Linked DNA regions of Mus musculus: region 1 is linked to region 2. The links are chromatin contacts, called in public Hi-C maps. All regions are on one chromosome and are shown on one strand. The core of a region is the stretch at or near the end of the contact, and the rest is flanking DNA. Distances in the headings are between cores, read along the strand shown. Region 1 holds the start of Nkx3-2 (NK3 homeobox 2). Region 2 overlaps Gm35380 (a long non-coding RNA gene).

Region 1 (5,974 bases), core at 906-3,405, 150 kb before region 2:
AAAACAAAACCGGTTATTTCTGCCAAATAAGTAGTAATCATTACTTCAAATAAGCATATGGATACCCAAACCTAACCCTAGCGCTCAGGTATTACACTCTTGGATATTCTTGTCCATCAGCATGTCCAGAGCTCACTGGTTCTTGTCCCCACCGAGAGAGCCCCATGTCCACAGGCCATCACACACATGCTCTGCACCTGAGTAACCTCATTTTTCTATCAAGCTTTGTCCCTCGTCCTCCACTAGCCCCTAAGTCAAGATAGCTATACACATTCTCAACACCCAGCATGGGATGCAGAGAAGAGAAAATCGATTTTAATAAAAGCATGAAAATGTTGAAGGGGGAGTGGAGAGCCTCATTTTGAAACCTCTTAAGCATTTCATTGGATCCTTGTCCTAGCCAGAAGTTAGTCCCTTGGCTGTTATAGTTGCCAGCTACTAACAACGAATTTAAATCTTTCCCTCAAAACTTACACAATTGTGAAGAACTATGAAGAGTTGTAGCCCCTTCAAGAGAGGCCCATCCCTTACCCCAAGGGACCCTGCAGCATCTTCATAGGGCAGGAAAACAGGCAACTGCAAGCCACGAAGTCTACAAGTTTCTAACCTTCCTCCCGAGGCGAGGCGGACGACTTTGACTGGGTAACGATTTCTCCCCCGCAGTGCGGATCAGCTCTGGGAAGCAGCTGCAGGAGGCCTTCCCTATTTTAATGACACCAATGAAGTGGCCTCCTCAGCTTCTGAAATTAACATCACAACTATTTAAATGTGTTCAGAGGTTCAAGCTTGTGTATTGGACCAAGCCTCGGGTCACATTTGTGGAGCAGTCAGTAAGATTTGTCACTTGAACAAACTTGTCATTAAAAAGATGTTTAGTAAATAGGCAACATATGTTTTGACATAACCACAATGTTTATATTTTGTATTTACTTCCTTCTAGTGAGTAAAATAACTTGGTTCTTATTTTTAAGGGCATTAAATCTCAGTTCTGGATCTCACTATTGTGTAACTCCCAGCTAGTCTCTTTCAAACTTATCTACTCCTTCTCAACTCACAAGAAACAGAATATTTAAAGAACAAATTAAAAGCATTTTTATGTTTTCTTCTTGATGTAAAACAAATTGAACAAATCCAATTAAATTCAGAGTTGATTGCCCAAGGAGACGAATACCCAGCTCCAAAAATTCTCTACCCAAATGCTTTCCAATTCCTCGCCCCACTTGGTGCTTAACTAATATTTTTCAACCTAGCTTTTTAAGTCGTCTACAGAAATCCAATCCAATCAAACGTAAAATGATAGGAGTACTTAGTAGAGTGATTTTAATTATCAGATTACTTCAGTAAAGAGCATTAGCAGAGAAACAGCTGAGAAACTTTAAGAGTGGAAGGAAAAAAAAAGATGAATTTTGTTCTTCGACTCTGGGCTCCTTCCTAGAGAACAGAAACTATACGTCACATCTGGAGATGCTTTCTGTTGAGTTTTCGCCGAAATTTTGAGCTGGGGTTCATACTGGTGTTCCAGAAAAGCGCTAGAGTCGATGGTTATCGGAACTGAAATCAGAAACAAAGTTTCGGGATGATGGTTCTCCTCGATGCTGAAGGATGCTACTGAGAACCAGGTTTAGGAGGGAAGGGGTTAAATCAGACCCTGTCTTTTGCTACTCAACTGGTGGACTAGAGTCTCTTAAAGTCAACGGCCTCCAGTTGGAACCAGCCAATCCACTGCCGGGAGAGCCCAGGACAGCTAGTGAAGGGGCGTGGCCCGATGCTGTCACTCAGCGGTGAGGAATGACACTCTGATGGGAGGGGGGGGGGGGTACAGTGGAACGCAGAAGCAAAGAGAAGAAACAGATAAAACCCCGGCAGAGGGTAAAAGGTGTCCCCGCTCTTCTCCGATTTTAGGGGCCTCAGCTGTCACTGCGGGCGCCAGAGGAGTAGGCTCCGGAAAAGCCAGCCCAGAGGGGAAGAGGGAGGACCCGCCAGGAGCGAAGCCCTACAGGCCGGGAAGACAGAGGCGCACAGAAAAAGTGACTTTGGGCGGTGCGCCTCGGCGGCGCTCCGGAGGCGACTGCAGACGCGGAGAGGACCCTTGACAATTCTCGCCGGCCTCTCCCCAGAGGACAGACCCGGGCCGGTCCCCAGAGGGCCACGGGCGAAGAGATAATCGGCCGGGCTGTAGGAGAAGAGCATCTGGCGCTGGATTCCAGGGGAGGGGGTCCTGGCGAGGTGGGCCTGTGAGGTGGGGTGAGGGTCGGCGCGGATCCTGGAACTGAGGGGGGCGGGGGCTGCTGTGCTGCGCAGGAGTGGGTTGCGGGGGCCTGGCGCGCCCCTCTCACTCGCGCTGAGGTCGCCCAGAGCTCCGTGTCAGGCTCGAAGCTGTCCCCGCGCCCCAGTTGCCCTCCTGGCTGCCGGCTCCGATCTGCGGCGCAGATGGCTGTGCGCGGCAGCGGCACCTTGACGCCCTTCTCCATCCAGGCGATCCTCAACAAGAAAGAGGAGCGCGGCGGGTTGGCTACGCCGGAGGGGCGCCCGGCACCAGGGGGCACAGAGGTGGCGGTGACCGCGGCGCCCGCCGTCTGCTGCTGGCGGATCTTCGGGGAGACCGAGGCCGGTGCGCTGGGGGGCGCCGAGGACTCTCTTCTGGCATCTCCCGCCCGAACCAGAACAGCCGTGGGGCAGAGCGCAGAGAGTCCGGGAGGTTGGGACTCAGACTCAGCCCTGAGCGAAGAGAACGAGGGCAGGAGGCGCTGCGCCGATGTCCCGGGAGCCAGTGGAACCGGCCGCGCCAGGGTGACCCTGGGCCTGGACCAGCCAGGCTGCGAGCTGCACGCCGCCAAGGACCTGGAGGAGGAAGCCCCGGTCCGCAGCGACAGCGAGATGTCAGCCAGCGTTTCAGGTCTGCTGCTGCGGGGGGTTCTCCAGGAAGGGGGCTGGGCTGAAGGGGGTGGGTTAAGAGGTCAAGCACTCTGAGGCGGGGTGGGCCTACTGTGGGAACACGACGCCCTGCCGGGCTTAGTGCTAGCGAAGTCTCCAAGTTCTTCGCGTTGGCGCGCGCTGCCCCAAACCTGAAGCAAGTGAGCTTCTTAGAGCCGGGTGTCCTGGTACTATGTGGCCTGCGCTCTGCACCAAGAACTTTGAGTTCATCTGCAGTGCCTCAGCTGTGCCCATTTAAAATCTCTAGATTTAGGAAAGGGGGACCAAAAATCTATGAGGTAGATCCCTGACACAGCCATGCCAACGACTGCAGATCCTGTCACAGCGTAGGAGTGGGGAGCCTTGGGAAAGGGCGCGTTTAACTTCCCTTACCCCAGGACTGGCAAAACAGCCTTTGGCTGAGTACCTAGGGAGCTAGAAACAAAAGTAGCAGTTACCTGAAGGCGGGAGATGGTGGGGAAGTGTGGTTGAGGTGGTCTGGGAGGCGCTGGATCGTCAAGACTCTGTATCCACTCACGGGTATATTTCTTAGTCTGAAAGGCCGGCTGCTGGCTTCTATTGGGTACAGTCTGCTGTAGGCCTCGCATAGGCTTCGAGCCGGCCAGAGCGCTGACTTCTTTTGCAGGCGGTGCTGCAGGAAGCACAGAAAAGGCTGGGAAACGGGGTTCAGATCAGGGTCTTCACTGTCTGCACCCGGCTTCCCTTTATTTTCATGCAAAGAACAGGGAGGCAAGTGTACTGGGGCCTCGCGTTGTTCCCTGTTGCCGTATCCTGACAGTTCTGGGTTCTTAGGACGGAAGACTCTCTATACCTCTGACCTCAAGATCTGCACCCTTCCCCACCACCACCTTCCTCTTTCCTGTAGTCAACGGATGTGTGGGTGTGGGTGTGCAAAGGTGTGCTGTACAACTCGAAACAGAAATTCAGTGTAGAAAGCCACGATTCAGGGCTAAGTACAGAACAAAACTTGTGGATATGTTCAGGCCAAGTATCCTACATTCCTGCAGGAAATCTGGGGCCTGGAAAACTCGGGAAGAGCTGTTCCCCTACTGCTCTAGCAAGCAGCAGAAAAGATACATTATGTGAGAAGCGTGGAGGACAGAGTTCTGAAACAGAACCCTCTGGAACTTCTCCTCCCCTTTCAGTAGGCTCAAAGTGGGTTCCCTTGCCAATCTTCCGCAAGAAACCACAGCAACCGAGACCCATCTTCCCCTCTGCGAGTCTGACAGGTTCTTTGCTTTTTGTTCCTACCGGAATCCGCAGGCGACCACAGCCCGAGAGGCGAGGATGACAGCGTTAGCCCTGGAGGTGCACGCGTGCCTGGGTTGCGCGGCGCCGCGGGCAGCGGGGCTAGCGGCGGGCAGGCGGGCGGCGTGGAGGAGGAGGAAGAGCCCGCAGCCCCTAAACCGCGAAAGAAGCGCTCCCGGGCCGCCTTCTCGCACGCCCAGGTCTTCGAGCTGGAGCGCCGCTTTAACCATCAGCGCTACCTGTCCGGGCCGGAGCGCGCAGACCTGGCAGCTTCGCTGAAGCTCACAGAGACGCAAGTGAAGATCTGGTTTCAGAACCGTCGCTACAAGACCAAACGCCGGCAGATGGCCGCCGACCTGCTCGCCTCTGCACCCGCCGCCAAGAAAGTGGCCGTAAAGGTGCTGGTGCGTGACGACCAAAGACAGTATTTGCCCGGAGAGGTGCTGAGGCCACCTTCCCTTCTGCCACTGCAGCCCTCCTACTACTACCCTTACTACTGTCTCCCGGGCTGGGCGCTGTCCACGTGCGCGGCCGCTGCTGGTACCCAGTGAAGCCCTTGGGACGAGGCAAAGAAGGATTCCTGCGTCCCCCGTATGCACCGCCACGGACAGGTGTACTCTGTGCAGGCGAGTTCTGCTCAACTGGGGATGAGGCAGGTGGGGAATGAAATCCTGCTGGGACTTGACACACCTATCCAGGGTGACAGGGCCCTGGAACTGAGTCTGCCCTCAGAGGGCGCCTTATTGTCATTTGAACAGCTGCGCCCTATGACCCCAGGAGCTCTGCACACCGGGCCACCGATCCTCAAGCCTCGGGACGCTATTTATTATTCACAACAACGTTGGATTTGGATTCTGTCTGCCAGGGGTTGGTGTTTGCCCAGAGTAGAGAGGACTCCTGGAGACCCCCGGTAGCCTGAATCCTCGGAATCTCGGGTCGGCCAGGCGCTTCTGGCGCTAGGCCACACTAGTTCATGGTATCCATGCTACCGATCTGTATCTACGTATCTTTAATGTTTGAAAATTACATTTGTGACAAAGGAGTGCAGAATCCTTTCAGCCCCAGGCCAGGAGTTGAATTGAACCTCCAAGGGTTTGATTTGGGGGAACCTTCACTCCACCCCTTGCGGGGCGCCCTCCTGGACGCTGAATGTAAGAATGGGAGCCTTTCAGTGCGGGGCAGGCCAGGGATTCCCTACACTTTACCTTTCTGTAAATTCAGTGCCATACCCAAAGGGAAAATGCCTGGGAGACCCACAAAGACGGTCCACCGCCATCATTAAAGCCCCTTTCGGAATCCCACCTTTCTTCCTTCCTTCTTTTCTTTCTTTCTTTCTTTCTTTCTTTCTTTCTTTCTTTCTTTCTTTCTTTCTTTCTTTCTTTCTCTCTCTCTTTCCTTTCCTTTCCCTTTCTTTCTTTCTTTCTTTCTTTCTTTCTTTCTTCTTTCTTTCTTTCTTTCTTTCTTTCTTTCTTTCTTTCTTTCTTTCCTTCTATCTTTCTTTTCAAAGACAGTTGAGAATTGTAGCACTTTTCGGTTGTTTGTATTCAAATAACGATTATTTTTGTATTCAATGTGAATATCCCTGGCCTGCGTTTCCGCTTCTTCCTCCACCTTCCCTGTCCCTCTCTTTCAGCCCCACACCCTCTGTGCCTTGCTTGTTACTGAGACTACGTGTCTCCGTCAGCCTCGCAGCTTTTAGCCTCTTTAAGGGCACTGTGCACTCAACTAGAGTTATCTTTAAAAGATTTGTGAATTTTGGAAACTCTATTCGCTGTATTTTTTTCTCTTTAAT
Region 2 (5,816 bases), core at 1,393-3,892:
TCAGCCCACTCCACCTCTTCCAACTAATGTGAGGCCACCTGACCTCAGCTCTGTGCTGCCTCTGGGGTTGGGGTTGGGCCAAATATTCCACAGAAGTGCAGAGATCTTGCTTAGAGAATAAGTGTGGCTGTGGGTGGTGGATGGGTGTGAAGACATAACAGGATACTGTTGGGAGCTTTGTAAGATGCCAGTCCACTCGGTATTTACTGTTCTGTCCTCATCAGTATCCCAGATGCCATCCCAGTTGCCTTATCTTGCCCTCAATCCTTAGTGTTGATATATATTCCCCCAGAGATGTCTCGTTTCCATGGGTAAAAGACCCTCAGGTCAGCAGCCGATCGAACTATGGGGTTGGGAGGGAAGATTCTATCATATGTTAATTTGATGGATCAGAGAAAGATTTCTGGGAAGGGAAGAGGCTATCAGAATCTCAGATTTTTTTGGCAAAGTTAACAGAAGAAAGTATCATTGCCTGTGGAAAAATATGGTGACTATCAAGCCCATTCTATTTTACCTTCAGTTTTTAGAATCTTTCAAAAACACATCCAGCAAAATGGCAGGAAATATAAATATGCTGGAAGAAACAATAGTAATTTCTCCAGCTTGGTGTGAGGATGGCGTTACTCATATTTTTTGTCTAAAATGTATTTGAAGTTTTCTTTAAAAATGATTGTACTTCTCCTGTTTGTCACCTTTCCCCCCTTCCATTTGCTGTGACTTTATTGTGTCTTTTTTTTGTAAGCATGACTATTTGATATATCATAATTCCATACCCTTTCTGATATTTTCCCACAGAGCTGGTTTCCTGAGCTCTGGTAAATGGTTCAGTGTCCACTGTCAACACTGGTGAGCCCATCTCTGTGCCTGCTATGCTAATAGTTTCAGACAGCTGGTCACACTCACCTGCCTCAGGCCTTTCTGTCTGCTGTGGTTTCTGGCTCCTGCCTATGCACCCCCTATGGGTTGCTCTTATTGTCTCTCTTCTCATCCTTGAGGTAGTATCTATTTCTTCAGTTTTTCATTTTGGCTTCAGCCATTCTCACTGTATCTATTAACCAAGGTTCCTTAGATAGCAAAGCATGGCTGGAGGAATAAAGAAAGACACTTAGGGAAACTGGGCACATGTAATAATGGAGACAGAGGAGTCCCATATTATATTTTTTCCCCCTAAAGCTGAAGAGTCAGGCAAGTGAGTTGTGAAATGCAGTGCAGAGCTGAGGGCCAGAGCAGTTGACAGTGTAAGCCATACAGCCCCAAGGTCCAAAAATCCAGGGACTCTATCTGTGGGCAGGAGCAGATGGATATCCCAGCAGAGAGAGAGAGAGAGAGAGAGAGAGAGAGAGAGAGAGAGAGAGAGAGAGAGAGAGAGAGGGAGAGGAGAGAGAGAGGGGAGAGAGAGAGAGAGAGGAGAGAGAGGAGAGAGAGGAGAGAGAGAGAGAGAGAGAGAAGAATCTGCTCATCTTCAAGCCACAGATGACCATCCCCATTGGTGAGGATCTCTTCTAGAAACATCCTTTTCAGAAACATTCAGAAGTGAGGTTCTGGCTGTGTCTTAGCCTATTCATGTTACTCCATCACACAGAAGGCATTGCTAATCCCCCAAATCTGTATTAGTCAGGCTCCCATTCTACCAACATATATTAAGAGCTCTTTGCAAGTTCACTGAAGTGTCTTGCTGGTGAGCCCCAGGGAGCTGACTGTCTCTGCTTCTCCAACACTGTGATTACACACAGGTGACACACACCTGACTTTTTAAAGATGTGAGTTTTGGGGAGAAAAACCTAAGGTCCTTGGACTTGTAAGGCAAACACTCTACCCATGAACAGTCTCCCCAACCTCTGTCTACAGTGCTTTCAGTTTGTCTATTGTTTTCCTCCCAACTCTTTCTCGTTTGTCTTCTGCATATGCTTTTCCAAACAGCTCTCCATGGCTCTCCAGGCCTTAGGGTGTCCTAACTACAAACATGTTCATATTATGCCCTAGGTAAAACCTGTGATGGTTCCCATTGCATGAGGCATCACCATGATACCCAGCCACCCTCTTCCCCTTGCCCATGCTTGCTTTGGTATTTTTCTGCCTCTCTGGGACTTACGACTTAAGTTTCATAACTGGATCACTTGAAGTGTAACATCTCATGCTTTTCCTGTCTGTAACACTTCATCTTACTTTCTTACCTATGTCCATTTTTTTTTTCTTTAACCCTAACCTCAAACCTCACTCATTGTGGAAAGCATTGCTCGGGTCCTTCAGGACCCAAGCAGTCAGTACATGTATTTTCACCTACACAAGTCCCAATATTTATCTGTTCACATATCTGTTTGCCTTAGGAACTCAAGTAAATGTTGACTAAATGAATAAAAACACAATTCATATGGCTTACCATTCTCTTTAGTTGTTATCCATTCCTATTCAAAATATCTTATATAGTTCCTTATTAGAAAGCCAGGGGAGAAATGTGATTGCAGGGTTCTCCAAATTGGACAAAGGACTGGAATTTCACCTTTGACCTCTCATCCCTGGCACCAACTTTAAGACCACAGCAAAGCTCCCAGAATTTCAAGGCACTGGACATACTCTCTGCCCAACAGATTAATTTTAGAGTCATTGAAATTCCGCCAAGTGTGGGGGGAATGATTTAGAAGCCAGGCTGACAGCCAGCAAAGGAGGAAATTGCTCTCTGTCTATTTCAAGATGAGAGAGCTGTAACCACGGTACTTCCCCCTGTGATGCTGTTCAAAAAAACATCAATTTAATACGTTTATGAAATCTAATCTTCTAACCATAAGTGTTTCAGGGCTGGCTTTGATGTTTAGGGAAAGGAGCCTGATGCCAGGGAGCTCTGTCGATTTGGCGAGGGTGTTGCCTTGCACATAAGGAGAGCATTGGAATCCCTGACACTCTGAAGAGTCATCTTTGTGTAATAAATTGATGAATATTTAGTCACTGCTTACTGTGTTCAAAACACATGTGCTTCAGAAGTAAACACAAAATTTCAGTTAAGAGTGGGGTGCTTAGGTCCTACCTATCAGAACCACTTGATGTGTAACTTCTCATGCTTTTTCTGTCTGTAACACTTCCCCTTATTTTCTTACCTATGTCCATTTTTTTCCCTTTAAACCTAACCTCAAACCCCATCCATTGTAGAAAGCATTGCTCAGGTTCTTTAGGACTCTAGCAGTCAGTCGTGGCACATTTCCTTGTTTCTTTTTCATTTGAGAAATAGGGTTGTTCTATTTACCCTATAGGAAGAACAAAAATATTAATCAACCAGATCCCCCCAGAGTTCCCAGGAACTAAGCCATCAACCAAGGAGTATACATGGCTCCAGCTGCATATATAGCAAAGGATGGCCTTGTCAGGCATCAATGGGAGGAGAGATCCTTGGACCTATGAAGGCTTGATAGATGCCCTAATGTAGCGCAATTGAGGACGGGGAGGTGTGAGTGTGTGGGTGGGTGGAGGAACACCCTCATAGAAGCAGGAGGAGGGAGGATGGGATAGGGGGTCTCCGGGAAGGGGGAAAACTGAGAAAGGGGATAACATTTGAAATGTAAATAAAGAAAATATCCAATTAAAAAAAAAAAGAAACGTGAGAGAAACAGTCAGAAAGAACATGCCTTGCGTAGTTCTCAGCACCTAGATGTCTTCTCAAGGGGGCTGCCTAGAGTATTTGGTCCTGTGTAAATACAACTTGAGTTGTATCTTACAATAAGAACAATATTCAGTTATGGAGACTGCAAAGTCCACTGGAAATGGACTTATCTCAAAAAATAGAACTACCATCTGATTCAATAATCATACTATTGAGTATATATAGACAAGAAATGTTACCACAGTTAAAAAGATGTTTCCCTTCTATGTTCTTTGCAGCACTGCTCATATTGGCCATGAAATGGGAACCTTTGGCTCCATCAGCAGATGAATGGATAAAGACACTTTGGCACATCTATCTATACAGTGGAATACGACACAGTAAAAGAGATGAAATCATATTGCCTGGAACAGAATGGATGTGACGAATGTCATAATGGTGGGAAATAGTCCAGTTTCTTCTTTGCCTTTCTAGACAGAACTTTTTGACTTCACTCACTTGGAAAATTTTTTTAAAAGTTGGTTTCATAGAAGTTGAGAATAGACTAGTGGATACTAGTGGCTGAGGAGATTAGAGAGAAGGGGAGAAGAAGGGAGAGGAGAGGAGTGAAGTTTGCTCTTGGATGCTAAGTTATAGTTAGGGGAAAGATGTTCTAGTGTGCTACATAGCACAGCGGGGTGGCTATAGGTAACCATATATAGTTCAAAAAACTACAAGAAAAGTGATTTAATCTTTTATCACAGAGAAAAGTCAGATATGAGCAGTGTCTTAGAATAATGTACCAGAACATCATTTGCATTGATTTTGTGTCAATTAAAATTTTCTTAAACGTATTTGGCTGCTATAATAGACTTTTTAGAGAAAAATAAAGCATCGGTTAATAGTGTTTGCTATATCCACAGTGCATGCTTTGTTTCCTCTTAAGGCTGGCTTGGCACTGCCAATGTGATGTCCTTGTGTGTGGAATTGGGCAGAATGCAGAGACCAGTGTGTTGTATATGCCAAAGTGTGACGATGAAGCTGACAGTATGAAGTATCTCCTGTGCTCAGACAAAAGAGATGCATATAATACTGACCCAACAGCATGGAGTGTGTTTTCTCTTGGAAACTACTTAGGAAGTGATGGGTGTTTACTACCATTTTAATTGTATGAGTGTGCAACCAAAGCAGTGGGAAGAGGAAGTCTGGAACATTTTTCTACAAAATCCTCATGTAGTGAAGTAAAAATGAAGATGGTTTGAAGTATGTGATGCACACTTGTGTAAGCGCTCTTATAGAACATGCCCAACATGCAGTGAATATATATAGTGGAAATTAAAGAGAAACTGAAAAAAATCATGCATGCCATTTGTCTCATGTGACAATAAGCTAGCAAATGCCAGTTCATGCCAATGCTCTGGCAAGCCATCAGGGCTTCAGATTCCTGCTCTGGCTTCCCGTGTATGACTCCATCCTCTGTAGTGCCTCAAAACTGCAATCCAGATCTTCTCTCGATGCCTTCATATTCACATCCCAAGCAGGACTGGGATAAAGAAGAGACTGTCATGCTTACTTGGCCATGATACTGTATTGTCTTCCTCTGGATGACTCAATAACGAGCCTTCAAGAAACAACAGAGGCTATAAACAGTGGCTGCAAACAGTACATGTTTATTAACCCACAGTTCTAGAGAGCTACAGCCCAAACTCATTCTCCCTGGACTAATGTTGCAGGGTTGTGCTCTTTAGTGGAGATGCATTGAGGCAGACGGCAACCACTTGTCCTCACCAGGCAGAGGTTACCTGTATTCTTGGCCTGGAAACTCTTGCAACTTCATAGGCTGCAGAAGCTGGCCCCTTGCATGTGGCATTATTGTATCCCTGCATTGTTATGGTCTCTTTCTTCAAAGGATCCTTGTGATAATACTGAGGCTACCATACTGAGGTAACCACACTGAAGAAATATAATCTAATCTCCCCTTCTCTAAACCACTACTAGTTTTCCTCTGCAAATTCTCTTTGACAAGGAAGGGGACATATCCATGACATCCATGGATGTGAACCATTGTGTGGTTCTTGACTGGAGCTGGTCCTGCAAGGCCATCCTTGGTTACATAGAAGTCTGGGCAATCAAGGTTTTGCATTTGGAACTGTCTTATTTAGAGTTTCCTTTGCTGTGAAGAGACACCATGACCAAGGCAGCTCTTATAACGGAAAACATTTAATCCAGGGTGGCTTACAGTTCA

Evidence for each region. A called contact is a pair of places that touch in the nucleus more often than the background predicts.
Region 1: a Hi-C map of cortical neurons shows a contact between it and region 2, with 2.2 times the contacts expected there. The contact joins the promoter of Nkx3-2 here to the enhancer-like site in region 2. A contact is called at or near these places in 2 of 39 promoter capture datasets (embryonic stem cells and liver), 5 of 484 Hi-C or Micro-C datasets (the G1E-ER4 cell line, the HL-1 cell line, cortical neurons and 2 more), 1 of 115 datasets of contacts at active chromatin or transcription factors (stem cell-derived neural progenitor cells) and 1 of 9 other capture datasets (liver).

What each region holds. Positions count from the first base shown.
Region 1 is chr5:41,760,401-41,766,374 of GRCm38.p6, reverse strand. It overlaps Nkx3-2 (NK3 homeobox 2), which reads left to right and starts at 2,155. Exons shown (of 2, transcript NM_007524.3): 1 at 2,155-2,896; 2 at 4,198-4,892. The coding sequence starts at 2,431. The coding sequence ends at 4,733. Gm46910 (a long non-coding RNA gene) reads right to left here and starts at 3,740. Exons shown (of 2, transcript XR_001784850.2): 1 at 3,372-3,740; 2 at 1,290-1,551.
Region 2 is chr5:41,607,702-41,613,517 of GRCm38.p6, reverse strand. It overlaps Gm35380 (a long non-coding RNA gene), which reads left to right. Exons shown (of 3, transcript XR_868389.3): 2 at 3,871-4,030. Among named protein-coding and RNA genes, the nearest start is that of Gm35380, 7.3 kb to the left of the region's middle. Within about 2 kb of position 2,642, at least 7 of the 459 cell types and tissues checked have an H3K27ac peak or open chromatin away from gene starts, as enhancers often do. A contact at or near this core is called in cortical neurons, where this site is marked.